Linked DNA regions of Sus scrofa: region 2 is linked to region 1. Evidence: chromatin contacts called from public Hi-C data. All regions are on one chromosome and are shown on one strand. Each heading gives the region's core, a stretch centred on a gene start, on an enhancer-like site or on the middle of the called end of the contact. The rest is flanking DNA. Distances are from core to core; before and after follow the strand shown.

What was found. A called contact is a pair of places that touch in the nucleus more often than the background predicts.
Region 2: a contact with region 1 is called in a Hi-C map of skeletal muscle, with 5 times the contacts expected there. The contact joins two enhancer-like sites. A contact is called at or near these places in 2 of 5 promoter capture datasets (fetal liver and liver), 24 of 47 Hi-C or Micro-C datasets (alveolar macrophages, blood, brain and 14 more) and 1 of 2 datasets of contacts at active chromatin or transcription factors (skeletal muscle).

Annotation. Positions count from the first base shown.
Region 1 is chr2:41,142,906-41,149,934 of Sscrofa11.1, forward strand. The region is part of intron 8 of SERGEF (secretion-regulating guanine nucleotide exchange factor); the gene reads left to right. Among named protein-coding and RNA genes, the nearest start is that of SERGEF, 32 kb to the left of the region's middle. Within about 2 kb of position 3,341, at least 10 of the 83 cell types and tissues checked have an H3K27ac peak or open chromatin away from gene starts, as enhancers often do. A contact at or near this core is called in skeletal muscle, where this site is marked.
Region 2 is chr2:41,540,785-41,547,813 of Sscrofa11.1, forward strand. OTOG (otogelin) reads right to left here. Exons shown (of 57, transcript XM_021083273.1): 31 at 6,490-6,646; 32 at 3,417-3,443; 33 at 812-979. Among named protein-coding and RNA genes, the nearest start is that of OTOG, 46 kb to the right of the region's middle. Within about 2 kb of position 3,472, at least 3 of the 83 cell types and tissues checked have an H3K27ac peak or open chromatin away from gene starts, as enhancers often do. A contact at or near this core is called in skeletal muscle, where this site is marked.

The DNA of each region.
Region 1 (7,029 bases), core at 2,091-4,590:
CCTCACTCAGTGGGTAAGGATCGGAAGCTGCCGCAAGCTGCGGTGTAAGTCATAGATGTGGCTCAGATCTGGTGTTGTGGTGGCTGTGGTGTAGGCCCCAGATGTAGCTCTGATTCAGCCCCTTCCCTGGGAACTTTCATGTGTCACAGGTGCAGCCACAAAAAGAAAAAAACATTAAGAGCATATTTTTGATTCATAGCTGGCATGGCATTTTGATTTAAACTCTTATTAACCCTAGCAAACCCTATACATTGATTCTGACCCTCCCACACAGGCCTTCAGATGTTACCTTCCCAGGCCATGACAGCTGCTTTTGGCTTCTTTATCTTTTCTTGATAATATCTTCATTGATTTTTCATCTTTCCTTAGGGCAGTTCTCCTTTCCTAGACTTCAGATTCCTGACTGTTCTCTGGGTTTGACTCCTTCTTCCCAGTCTTCCTGGAGCTCTCGCTGACTGACTCAGAATTTCCCAGGCAGGCAGTTTGCAATTCTTAAGACCCTTTGCCTATTGTGTGGAGGCCTTCTGAACTTTAGGCATTCTCAGGAATCCTCTTGTCGCCTCTTGGCCTGCTTCTTAGCAACACATGGTCTCTGGACTCGCAGATACTTGGTGACTTATTCCAGAACTTTCTGGCTTTTGTAGGTCTTCAGGTCAGCTTCTTGGGTAAGTCACACTTAACAACACGTTTAAACATATAGACATAAACTTGCAAGTATTCCTATCCGTGATGAGTTTAATTGGTCCTTAAAACTTTTAAAAGTTGTTTTGGAACAGAAGCCTGTGTAAGGAAAGTGTATAATAAGCTTTCCATGTTTACCACGTCAGAGGATGCTCCAAGGAGAGTGTGTCATTGATTTGGAGGAAGATCATGACTTTCCTCATAGAAGTTTAGACTGCTTGAAGATTGGGACCATCTATAGAAATTTTTCTTTTCTTTTTTTTCTTTTTTTTGTCTTTTTTTTGCCTTTTCTAGGGCTGCTTCCATCCCAGGCTAGGAGTCTATTTGGAGCTGTAGCCACCGGCCTACACCAGAGCCACAACAACGCGGGATCCGAGCCACGTCTGCAACCCACACCACAGCTTATGGCAATGCCAGATCCTCAACCCACTGAGCAAGGCCAGGGATCGAACCCGCAATCTCTTGGTTCCCAGTCGGACTCGTCAACCACTGAGCCACGACGGGAACTCCTATAGAAATTTTTCTTAAGGAGACTCAGTGAGCATAGTAGCTGCTTGTTTGTATAATCGTTACTCTCTCTTCTCCTCCAGATAATGAGCTCTGTGAGGGGAGGCACCATTATTAGTTTTGCTCATGTCTGTATCTCCACTGCCTTGCAGAGAAAGTGTTCATTTCCTGCTTTCAACTGTTTCTAGTTTAAAGAGACTAAACAGGAGTTCCTGCTGTGGTGCATTGGATTGAGAATCCAACTGCAGCGGCTCAGGTCACTGCAGAGGCACAGGTTTGGTCCCTGGCCTGGTGCAGTGGGTTAAGGATCCTACGTTGCTGCAGCTGTGGTGTAGGTTGCAGCTGCGGCTCAGATTCAGTTCCTGGCCTGGGAACTTCCTTATGCTGTGAGAGTTCCATTAAAAAAAAAAAAAAAAAAAAAGAAAAAAAAAGAGACTAAATATATTCAAATGCAACTAGGCAGGGGAGAAGGTGAAGATTTCTGACCTCTCTCCTTGGACTCACTGGTCCATGATCAGAAGGCTTGTCTCTGGATTCAAGAATCCAACCAAGTCAGTTATTGTTTATTGGGAATCTATTGAGCGGTGTGCCGAGCCCTGGAGAAACAGAAAAGACATGGGCTGTACCCTCCTGCTGCAATGTGTGATAGGCTTAAGTCTAAGAATACAGAGATGGAAGACTTGCTCATCCATCTGTCTGTCCATCCATCAGACAAATGGTGAGGATCTGTTTATGTACCATGCCTTGTGCTGGAGCTCAGTCCTGCCCTCAAGGAGCCCACTGTCACCAGGGGAGACAGACCTGTCGTCAGATTTCAGTGCAGCAGTGGAGCCAAGTCAGTGCACAGAAGTGGCCCAGACACCAGCAGTGGTGTGAGTCACTAGGTGCTAACAGGTAGGCGTTTCATGCTTAGTCTTCAAAGAATTGCTGTGCAGGAAAATACACTTACTCCCGAATGGTAGTGAGTTTAGCTCAGTCTGTCAGTAAACCCGTTAACTGGTTAGGCAGCCGCCTAATGAAAGACAGAGATGTTGCTGCTTTGATTCCAGCCCAGCAGCCTTGGAACTCATGCTGATTTCCACGTCTGGGCCAACAGCCCAGCCCTCAGGGCGGGAGGTTGGAACCCACATCCCTGACACCATCTGAGTCACCCCAGCTGCTCTGGGGCTTAGCTTCAGGTCTCCACCTCCACTTGAGAGTGTGATTTGGGGGTAATGTTTCAGCTGTTTAATTAACTTGTTAATTCAGATCTCTTGTTTATGCACTTTGTCACTTTCCCCTTCCTCCTAAGACCAGAGTGGTTAAAAGCTGGGATGTTTGAGCGTCCTGGTTGTTGCACTGCGTTTGGGGCAGATGGAAGTCTCCTGCCATTTGATTCTCCAGTTTTGCCCCCTCACTCCACCCCAGCAGCCGTGGAAGCCTTTGCCCAGGCACAATGTCATTGAGAAGAAACACCCAGGGCTTCCGGCCTAATCAGACCCAGCTGCTCATGTTAATGGGAACAAGATTTGCTCACAGGGTCAGAAGCAGCTCATTAGTGCAACAAGGACTTACGTGCCTCTAGTTGTTGTCACAAGCTCCAGTGGTAAATTGTTCCTGGGACCTACCTGCAGCCACATTGGCACAGAGGCTGTCTCCAGTCTTGTTCTAGAAGACAGTAGTGGTGTGATGTTGACGAACCAGAGTTTATGCACAGTGACCACAACTCTGTCCAGGAAGGTGGGATGGGATGGGTGGGTAGCATGAGGAAGGAGAAGTAGACAATGCTTTCCATAGTCCTTATACCAGTGACTCTGTCCCTTAGGGGACATTTGCAATGTTTGGAGACATATTTGGTTGTCACATTTGAAGGGGGTGCTACTGGCATTTAGTTAGAGGCCAGGAATGCGGCTAAATATCCTACAATACAAGGGCAGCCCCCACAACCAAGAAATGCCCAGCCTCAAATGTCTGCAGTGTCACAATGGAGACATGCTGGGCAAGGTACCCATGCCCAGTGGTGGGTGCTAGCCAGGGCAGTTCACGTGGTATCAGGACAACTGTACACTTGTCTGTATGGGAATCTGGGATGCAGCCTCTGCCCTCCCCCTTCAGGAGAGTCTGGTGCCTGCCTGCAGTGCTTGCAATGGAAAAATACTTTTCTCGGTTAGTCAGAGGCACTTGGAAAGAGTCCAAGAGAACCTGTTCTAATCTGGGAAAGTTGGCAAGGTACCTGTGTCTCAGGCTGGTGGAGCTGCATTCTAGAAACCTTTCCCAAGCTGCTTAATGTTCCTGATCATTGTTCTCGGGAACTTCATGGGACTCCTGGGTGACATTATCCAGGCTCGGTGACCTGCAGCTGTCTCATCTGAGATTCTATTTCCTGGCCCAAAGTGCTTCTAGTGAGAGCTGGATGGTGGGTCTGGGTGCCTTCCTCATTGGGTGACCTTAGTAAAGTCACTTCATCTGTCTAGAGTCAATTCCTTTATCTCTCAAGTATGATTTTAAAACCTACCTCCATTCTGCATGCAGTGGCCATGGGGTTCATATGAATGCATTTATGTGAAAGATCTAACTAATTGTGAAACGCTGTACAAACATCTGAACAAGTGGGAGTGACTGTGTTTGGGATGTGGGCATATTAAGAGATAGCAGTTGCTTTTTAAAAAAAAAAAAAAGAGAGAGAGAGAGATAGCAGTTGCTTTTAGAAAGGCTTCTGTTTCGGCCGGGTTGGCGCAGGGCTTGAGACGGGGCTCCTGAGCCGGCCCGGGATGCCATGCTCAAGATCCAGCTCTGAGAGGCAAAGCTTCCTGAGGTCCTTCACTTCTGTGCATCTGGCAAGTGGCTCTTTTATATTATCAACAGTTGGAAGATCTTCATGGCTTATAGATTATATCTCTGTTAAAAAATCTCTGATCATGGAGTTCCCATTGTGGCTCAGTGGTTAACTAATCCGACTAGGAACCATGAGGTTGCGGGTTCGATCCCCTGGCCTCGCTCAGTGGGTTAAGGATGAGCATTGCCGTGAGCTGTGGTGTAGGTCGCAGATGCGGCTTGGATCCGAGTTACTGTGACTCTGGCATAGGCTGGTGGCTACAGCTCTCTTAGACCCCTAGCCTGGGAACCTCCATATGCCGCAGGAGCGGCCCTAGAAAGGGCAAAAAGACCCCCCCCCAAAAAAATCTCTGATCACACTATTCTTCCTTCCTGATATTCTTCCCAAACTGTAATTGTATTCATCTCTTTGCGTTCTTATTTGTTTAATGTCTAGACTCTAAATTCCAGGGAGTGGCATCACCTTCATTCAGGGCAGTATCTCCAGCACCTGGCATAGGCCTGGCACCTAATAGCTGATTAGTAACTAATTGCTGGATGAATGAATAAATGGCGAGGTAGAGAGAAATGTGGCTTTGAAGTCAGACAGGCTGAGGTGTGACTCTCAGCTCTGCCAGCTGCCTGATTGTGTGGTCGTGGTGGCTGGGCCCTCTCCATCACCACCATCGTTCAGGCCACGGTCCCCTCTTGCTGGATCCTGCAGCAGCAGCAGCCCCTGGCTGGTGTCCTATCTTCCCGCATGTGCTCCCCCTCTGCTCCCGTCTGTGTTCCTTACCTCAGCTGGAAGATCTTTTCAAACCCGTGTGTCACATTCCAGTGGCTTCCCGTTGCTGTTATGATAAAGACATTATCCTTAGTGGTTACCAGGCCTGCGTGGTCTGCCCCCTGCCTGCCTTTCCAGCCCCTGTTCTGACCATGCTAGCTCTTGATCTCTAGCTGACCTGTACTCCGGCCTGGGTACTGGACTATGTCCTGTATTTCCCACCGTAGTGCCTTTGCAGCTCATGTTCCCTTGTTTGCCACACGTATCCCTGGACTCCTCCTTCATTTTGACTTATATCAATCCCTCCCCCCAGACCTCAACTTAGTCTCCCCCTCAGGGAAGTCTTCCCTTGACATCCCTAATTAATCATGTTTCCCTTTTATCACTTCTCAGAGCACTCAGCCTCTCCTTTGTGCTGTTTTCTGTAGGATTCTTTAATTCCCATCTCCTAGACTGTCAGCTCCATCCAGGCAGGAGCTGCATCTGTTTGGCTCAGCATTGTGGCCTCAGTGCATCGCAGAGTACCTGACACATCCCAGGTAGGTACTTAGTGCATGCTGGCCAAATGAATTAGCCTAACTTCTCTGAGCTTATTTCCTCATTGGGAAATGGGGAAATATTTCTGCCCTTGGGTGAGGATGAAATGAGATGGTGTATGAAAGCTGCCAGCATCCAGCACAGGCCTGGGCTTGTGTCAGTTCATTACGTTTTGGCTTCCTCTGCCCTTGAACTCTGGGGCGATCAGGAGGTTAGATGTCCCTATCTTCTCTTTCTGACAGCGGACTTGCTGTGGCTCTGGGTATGAATGTCTCTGGCTGGGTAACAGGTTGCTTCAGGACTCTCCTGGCCAGTGCAGAAAGATCGAAGCTTACAGATGCTAAGTGCTGGCTGCTGGTGATTTATCAGAATTTCATGGGGAGTGACTTATACAAGATCCAAACCTTAATGTGGGTTTGTTCAGAATGTTTAGATCCTGGTTGCTTTGGGGATGCTGGACATGTCCCAGAGCAGGTTTGTGGTCTCACAAATGCTGTGGATTGAAAAAGAGAGCCCAGATGCAGAGTTCTTGACATTCTTGCACTCTCTTCACTGTCACCTTAAATGTCCTAAAGTCTTAGAAGTTTTAGAGAATCAGAAATGGAAAAAGATACTTCCTCACTTTGTAAATGTGAAAACTGAAACAAAGAGGAAAGAGAGTGCCGTGATGGCAGCACCGAGGCTAGAAATCTGATTCTACTTTTCAGAAATTTCTGTCTCCCCTCCATCACTGTCCTCCTGGTTCTTGGTTATATCCTTTTAGTTGAGATTTTTTTTTTTAATTCTTTTTTTTTTTTTTTCCTCTAAAGTGGGGAATTGCATGGCACATGTGGAAGGGACAGTTCTTAGCCACTCTCCTTTGGCCAAGTGTCACAGACCAAGAAATATTTTGTTGCATTTGATGTCTAAGCATTAGTGAAACCCAAGCCCAGTCATTGATTCACACTAAACTGAGTTTATAAATATACCTAATGCTGAATTTTCTGTTTTGGGGCCAAGATCCTTTCCAGAATAGGGTGACAGTGTATATTACCCTATCTTCTTGGGACTGTATATCTTGAAACCTCACCCGAGCTCAGGGAGATTCTGACCACATGAACTCTATATAAAGCAGGTGGTTTGGAATTCATGATGTTTGTGCTTAAGAACTTCGAAAACCCAAAGGTTGAAAGTCAAACTGAGCCCAAAGAACTCTTTTGAAGGGAAGAGATTTTGCTTCTTATTGAAGCCATTCATTTTTATCCTGGAATCCTTAGAATGTCAGGAATGGATGAGGACTTAGAGCTCGTCTGGCCTGACTCTTTCAGTTTAGAGATGGGGAAATCAAGGACTGAAAAAGGGGAAGCATAGGGATGGGGTGGGGAGGGGAAACAGAACTCAGGTCTCATTTCCTCCGTCCAGTGCTCTTTCTACCTTGTCACTTTCTCTCTGGAGATGAGGAGGAATTGTGGATGACTCGAACAAGGAATAATAGTTTCCTCTGTACCTGAAGTTCTGCTCCAAGAAAACACTCATTCTTGCCTGAAATATGTAGCCAGAGCTTCCCTTAATGGATTTGTGTGTGCAGTGGAAACTGGGGGAATGGTACCCTAGGAGCACGGGTCTGGAGGCCACTCCAGGATTCACAGGAGCAGCTGCATTTCCATTTATGATCATCTGACAGCAGTCAGAGCACTCGTGGACCTCTTTAATCACTACGAAGTACTTTCTCTCTCTCTCTCTTTTTA
Region 2 (7,029 bases), core at 2,222-4,721, 400 kb after region 1:
CAGGCCAGGGATCAAACCCGAGCCACAGCTGTGAAAACGCTGGATCCTCAACCTGCTGAGGCTTCAGGGAACACCTCCCCTTTGGCATTTAAAGTCTATCCAATCTTAATATATGGCACCAATGAACCTTTCCACAGAAAAGAAAATCATGGACATAGAGAACAGACTTATGGTTGCCAAGGGGGAGAGGGAGGGAGTGGGATGGCCTGGGAATTTGGGGTTAATAGATGCAAACGATTGCCTTTGGAATGGTTAAGCAATGAGATCCTGCTGTGTAGCACTGGGAACAATATCTAGTCACTTGTGATGGAGCGTGATCATGTGAGAAAAAGCATGTATACATGTATGTGTGCCTGGGTCACCTTGCTGAACAGTGGAAAAGTGACAGAACACTGTAAACCAGCTATGATGGAAAAAATAAAAATCATTATAAAATTAAAAAAAAAAAGTCTATCCAGTCTTAAAAATGGAGAGGAGAAGGCAAGGCGAGGAAGAAGAGGGAGACTAAGAAGAAGAGGCCCGGGGAGGGAGGGAAGGGGGAGGTGTTGTCGCCTAGCTTTTCTAGAGCACAGCCATTGTGTGAAGCAAAGTACAAAGGTACATCTGGACCTTGGCCTCCGTGGTCTTTTCAAGAGGATGGAAGGTGTCTCTTCAAAGAAGCTAAGAGGCTCACCAGGAACCCTGTCTCCGCTGGGAAAGGGGCACCTGTTTCTCCAGCTACGATAGCCAGTTAGGGCCTGGCATTCTCCCCTCCTCCAGCATCCACCTCCCTCCACCCAGGGCTGCAGGGGGTCCAGAGGGGGGACCTTACCGTGGGCCTTGGCCTTGAACAGAGCAGCCGTCAGCAGGAAGTTCACAATGTCTCCCGGCACTACATCTTCCGCTCTCACTAGGTCGATGGCACTGCCTGCTGCCTTCACGGCCACCAGGGCACCACCAGCTGCCAAGCTGGCCAGCTGGTAGGGGCCCTTGCCTAGTGCTGGAGAGAGGGGGTCCAGTGGTAAGCCCTGCCTCTCTGGGCCTTTGCCCACCTCCCATCCCTATGTGCCCAGCCCTCGCCAGAGGATGCCAAAGAGCTGCTCTGGGTCACTTCCCTCATCCTGGCCTCTTGGTTTCCATGAGGAGGAGCGGACGGAAGCCACAGGCTGTCAGCCCCTGATGGGAACTGACCCTCTGCAGAGCTCCTGAATCATTTCAGAAGAAGCTTCGAAACGAGGCCACCCTTGGAGGGCCTCTGGGGCCCCCAGATGTCTCTCCAGGGGTATGTCCCCCTTTCTAAGACTCTATCACTCCAGCCACTGCTCCATTCAGGGTGGGCTCTGGCAGAAGACATCAGGCCTCATCTCTGCCCACCCAAGGGTTGGAGGATAAAGGCTGGGAAGGCTTGGGCTCAGCTTTAGCTACTTATTTCAAACACGCGTCACTTCTGTATCTCTCGGGTTCTGTGGTGGTTGGTACAGTTTGGACAGGGGCATGGGTTTCCTAGACAACAACATCAGCCTTGCAACCGACCTGCTTGCCTCTGGTATGCCCACCCTTGGAGCCTCCTCCCCACAGCACCCGAGTCACCTTCCTTGCCACACTCCCTGCTGCGACTCCTCCATGGCTCCCCTTTTGCCCTCAGGATAGAATCCAAGGGCCTGGCAAGAATTCAGGGGCCCTTCACGCCCCACCCCTGCCCCTGCCACACTGAACTGCTCTTGCTCTTCCTTGTAAGAGCCCAGCGGCTGTGTCCTTCATTGCGCACCACCACTCTCACTGTCCCACCCACTCAGCGCAGTCCTCCCCTGCTGTGCCTGGGGCGAACGAACGCCTACTCAATCTCTGGGGCCCAGCTCAAATGTCACCTCCTCCGTGAAGCTCTCCCCACACCCTCTCCCCACACACAAGCATCCTCCCACTTGCGCTCCAGCAGCCTCCATGCTCAGCACATGCTGAGCACATCTCTTATGAGAAGGGTCTCAATCAGGGGTCCAGGCAGTGCTGTGCTGGGAAATGGTTAACAATCAGCTCACAAAAAAAAAAAAAAAAAAAAAAAAAAAGAACAAATGAAACCCCATTTGGTGATGTTTGCAGGTTTCCATGGTGTAAAGGCTCCCACCAGCAGTCAACCTCAAAATTCCAACTGGATGTGGAGGGGAGAACACACACAGGGAGTCCTAGCGAGCCAGCAGGCACCGGCTCCAGTGCTCCACCGGGACAGGTATCTTAACTGCTGAATCCCCAGCGCCCAGCAAGAGACCAGAGAAAATGCTGGTAGAAGAGCAGAGTAAGAACAGGACGGGTGGGTGGGTGGAGGATGCTAGAAACAGCTTGTCCTTTGCCAGTTACTGCCACTCAAAATGCCACAGAAGGGAGCAAACTCTGCTCAGAGCCGTCTTGCTGAAATGTCGTGTCTGGTGTCAGACAGACCCCGCCTGTGAGGGACTGCATCCTCCTGAGACAGATTCATGCCTTTAGGGGTTAAAGGTTAGAGCCATCAGGAGCCCTTCAGGGGGCTAACATTTTGGTGAGACTGCAGTCACTATGAATTATCATGTCAGCCCTCATTCTCATGGACCCCCTAACTGGTATCCTTGCCTTTCTAGTCAGTCCCCCATAATTTCACCCAATCTACTCTCATGGGGAGGATGTTTTTCAAACCAAAATCTGATAATGCAGGTAACTGAGGACAAAGCCTTGGGTCCAGACCCATATAGGCCTGCTCCTGGCAGGATGGTATCTGGAAGTAGGGGCACAAAGGACTCTAGAAGTCAAAGGCGAATGGCACCAAGGACTTAAGCACCTAATTCTGCCAACCTGGCCTCATTGCACAAAGATCAGTGCTGGAAACTACTCCTGGGCAGCCCTCCCCTCTCTGCTCCCCACAAGCCTAGTGACGAGATGGACTAATTGGTTCTAATGCTGGACATTAACCTCCCTGAGGTCTTTGGTCATGATGTGCTTAATGCAGAAGTTGGAGCATATCCTGCTACCCTGTGACCCTGGCTAAACTTGAAGATGAATATAACAGGCTATGCTGGGCCATAAGTTTTGGCCTAGCCATCCTCAGGAAGAGCAGGTGGCATTTGCCTCTGCCAACTCAAAGCTTCAGAGACCCAAGAAAATGTTCCATCTGATGAGCTAGATTATAAGGCAAGGGGGCAGCACTGATGCAAGTGGGATTTTCAGGTCCTGGTGAAGCTGTCCTGCATGAGCTCATCCCAGGAAGATAGCCTGGCCTGGGCTCTGGACAGAGGCTGCAGGAGCTGCAGAGAGTAGTCCCGGAACAGCCCTGGGCCCTGCACTGTCAGGGCTGTCTCTCGATAATGGTATCTTCCTGCAGGGCCTCAGGATGGCTGATGCTAGTGAGGCACCAGGGCAGGACTGGCAGTGCCCCAGCTCCCAAGGGGCCACGTGGGGGAAGATGAGCTTACCTTTGTTAAAGAATTCACAGTCATATGCTGAAAGAGAGAGAACAGAGACATCTTGAGAAGCCTGGAACAGATGGACAGAGCCAAGGTCCCTAGTATCCCAGCTCTCCCTCCTTCCCAAGGGCTGGACTTGGCCTGCCTCCCAAACTCTGAGATTCTAAGTGGTCTTTGGATCCAGATGTCCTCTCTGTGCCCCCAGCACAGAGCCTAGCCCAGAATAGGCATTTAGCATGTATCCAATGAATGAATACGAATGAATGCTTGTCAGAAGGATGTATTTTGTGTGACCCCAAAGGGCAAAAATTGAACCAAGGGGTGGTAGCTCCAATCAGAAATGTCATGGAAGGTCCTACAGGAATGCAAGCACAAGACAGAAGTCAGACGTAAGTCTTTCAAGGGCCTTGGGAGGAAGGGGCCAGAGGCCTCCAGGATCCAAGCCTTTTTCAGGCGCCTGGGTACAGTTTCCATCAGGCACTGGCAAGCTCCTCCAAATGTGTGCTCCACACGCCCTCTAGTGGCCTACTGCAGCACTGCAGATTGTTCCCCTGGCATCTCAGCCGAGGATTCCTTAGTTCATGGGGGGAAGCTAGGGTCCATGCAGGGGTCACTAAAGCCAGGAGCAAGACCATGAAGAGCCAAGTGGCCTAGTATATCTGGGATAAATACTGAGGAGGAGTCTCCTTCACTCTCAGGCATGGTCTAAAGAAAGCAACTAACACCACCTCACACCCCGAAGTCCCATGATCAATACTCTTCTTTGCATTTGGCATTGCCCTCTGGAAAAGAGTACCAGGAATCAGTAGATTGACCCACCATGTGGTTCTGGGAAAGTATGTACTTCTCCTCACCTGAAGACTCAGAAGATTGAACTCAAAACTAAGAAGATCTCAAGGCCCTCATTTCAAGTGTGTACCAGGTCCATGGGAGGTCACCCAGAAAAGCTGTCAAGAGCCAGCTCTCAAGAGTCCCACAGACCTGGGTTCAAATCCCATCTCTCTCATACAGTCAGCTGTGCATACTGGGACAAGTTACTTAACCTCTCTGAAATGTAGTGCCCTCCTCTGCAGGATGGGGACCACCACTAGTATCTGCCACACAGACAGAGGCCTGGACTAGAGTAAACCAAGTGCTCATCTCAGGTGCAAAATTTAAGGAGATATCAAAAATCTCAGTAATCAGGATATGTAATATTTTAACACAATTTTTTAAATTTCAAAATTCATGCAAAATATCCATGATGGACAAAATAGCAACATTTTAAAATAAAGATCAGGAGTTCCCACTGTGGCACAGTGGAAATTGATCAGACTAGTATCCGTGAGGATACAGGTTCAGTCCCTGGCCTCGCTCAGTGGGTCAGGGATACGGCGTTGCCATGAGCTGTGGTGTAGGTCACAGACGTGGCTCAGATCCCATGTTGCTGTGACTGTGGTGTAGGCTGGCAGCTGTAGCTCCCATTCAACCCCTAGGCTGGGAACCTCCACATGCCAAAAAAAGTGGCTCTAAAAAGACAAAAAAAAAAAAAAAAAAAAAAAAAAAAAAGATTAAAAAAAATAAACCTCACCACCCACTGCAAGGAAGGTACAGTTCTCTTAACCCTCAATTACAATTCAGAGTGCAAAGCAGGTGCCCCAGATCACTCTGCTTGGTGGACTTGAGTCTGAACCCAGATGGTCCGGCCCCAGCACCTATATAATAACCACTGCACCTCAGAGGGAGGCATCTTGTGCCAGGAAGAGCTTTGGTGTGCAGGAACACATAATAAATAATTAATCAATCATTTAAATGTCTGCATATTTTATTTCATCTTTTAAATCTTTGTATCCATTTCATGATATACATTTACACTATTAACAGTGTATATATGCTCATGTATCTATATGTATATGCACGTGTGCTCAAAATGTTTTTACCTGATAGAAGTGTGCAACCAAGAGCATTTGCAGACCACCACTGCTCTTAAAAAAAACCCTGCTATCTTGTGTTGCCTCTGATGGGGCCCCTGTGTCTCCGCTGACAAAGGGCCTCCATAGTCACTATCTTGTTTGACCCTCCCAATAAACCTGGTGGGACAGGTCTAGTCCCATTCTTCAGATGAGAAAATTGAGCCACAGAGAGTTTGGAGGACTCGTCTGAGGTGATACAGCTTGCAAATGGCAGCGCTGGGTCTGGAACCCAGGGCTCCTGGCTCCTCTGATAAAGTGGTTAAGAGCTTGAGTTTGCAGCCAGACCATCTGGTTCTGCTATCAACCTGTGTGACCGTGAGCATGTTATTTAATCTCTCCGTCTCTCTTTAACCCATTTCTTTGGCTGTAAAACAGAAATAGACAGTCCTATTTCATAGGATTATTTAAGAATTCAATGAATGATGGGAGTTCCCATTGTGGCTCAGCGGTAACGAACCCAACTAGGATCCATGAGGACGAGCATTCAATCCCTGGCCTCGCTCAGTGGGTTAAGGATCCAGCATTGCTGTGAGCTGTGGTGTAGGTCACAGACATGGCTCGGATCTGGCATTGCTGTGGCTGTGGCTATGGTGTAGAATGTCAGCTATAGCTCCAACTAGACCTTTAGCCTGGGAACATCCATATGCCTCTGGTGCAACCCTAAAAAGCAAAAAAAAAAAAAAAAAAAAAAAAAGAATTCAATGATACACACAAGCCAGCTGGAGCCTGACACATAGTAAGTACTCAATAAATGCTGGCCAGGGAGTTCCCGTCATGGCTCAGTGGTTAACGAATCCGACTGGGAACCATGAGGTTGCGGGTTTGGTCCCTGACATTGCTCAGCGGGTTAACGATCCGGCGTTGCCGTGAGCTGTGGTGTAGGTTGCAGACGCGGCTTGGATCCTGCGTTGCTGTGGCTCTGGCGTAGGCTGGTGGCTACAGCTCCGATTGGACCCCTAGCCTGGGAACCTCCATATACCACGGGAGTGGCCCGAGAAATAGCAAAAAGACCAAAAAATTAAAATTAAAATTAAAAAAAAATAAATGCTGGCCAGAGTGATGGGTCCCCACAGGCCTGCACACAGAGGCGACCCCACTCTCCCCTTCAGATGATCAGTTTAGACACTCACGGCAGAGGCGCGGGGTCCTCCAGTCGACGACCACCCCGTGCTGGCAGCACTGGTGGGCGTAGGCAGACACGCTGGCACAGAAGCACTCACAGTCACCGCCCCGGCTGCACCCACATGTGTCTGTCAGGCAGTTTGAGTAAAACCAAGTGACATCAACCTGGAGGAGGTCAGAAGTCAGAAGTCAGAGGTCAGATGATGGATCCTGAATATTAGCCCTACATCTCCTCAGATGATGCTACGCAGCCTCAGAGAAAGTGTAAATGTGAAGGGGCCACAGGAGGGGGTGAGCCACCTGTGTGGGCTGAGGGCAGAGAGGCAACCAGCTCAGGGGGAAACGTTAGCTTTGGGCTCAGGCAGACCCCACGTTTGAGAACTAAGCTCGCTCCTTGCCACGGCCTAGGCTACTGGGTTCAGGGGCTTAGGGTGTGCCTGAGAAACAGACATGGGGTGTGAACCCCCAGCCAGGGCCAGGGATGGCCAAGGCCCATTTGACAACAGACTTCAAGGCTCCAGAGGGGACCTTGCAGGGCTAAGCACCAG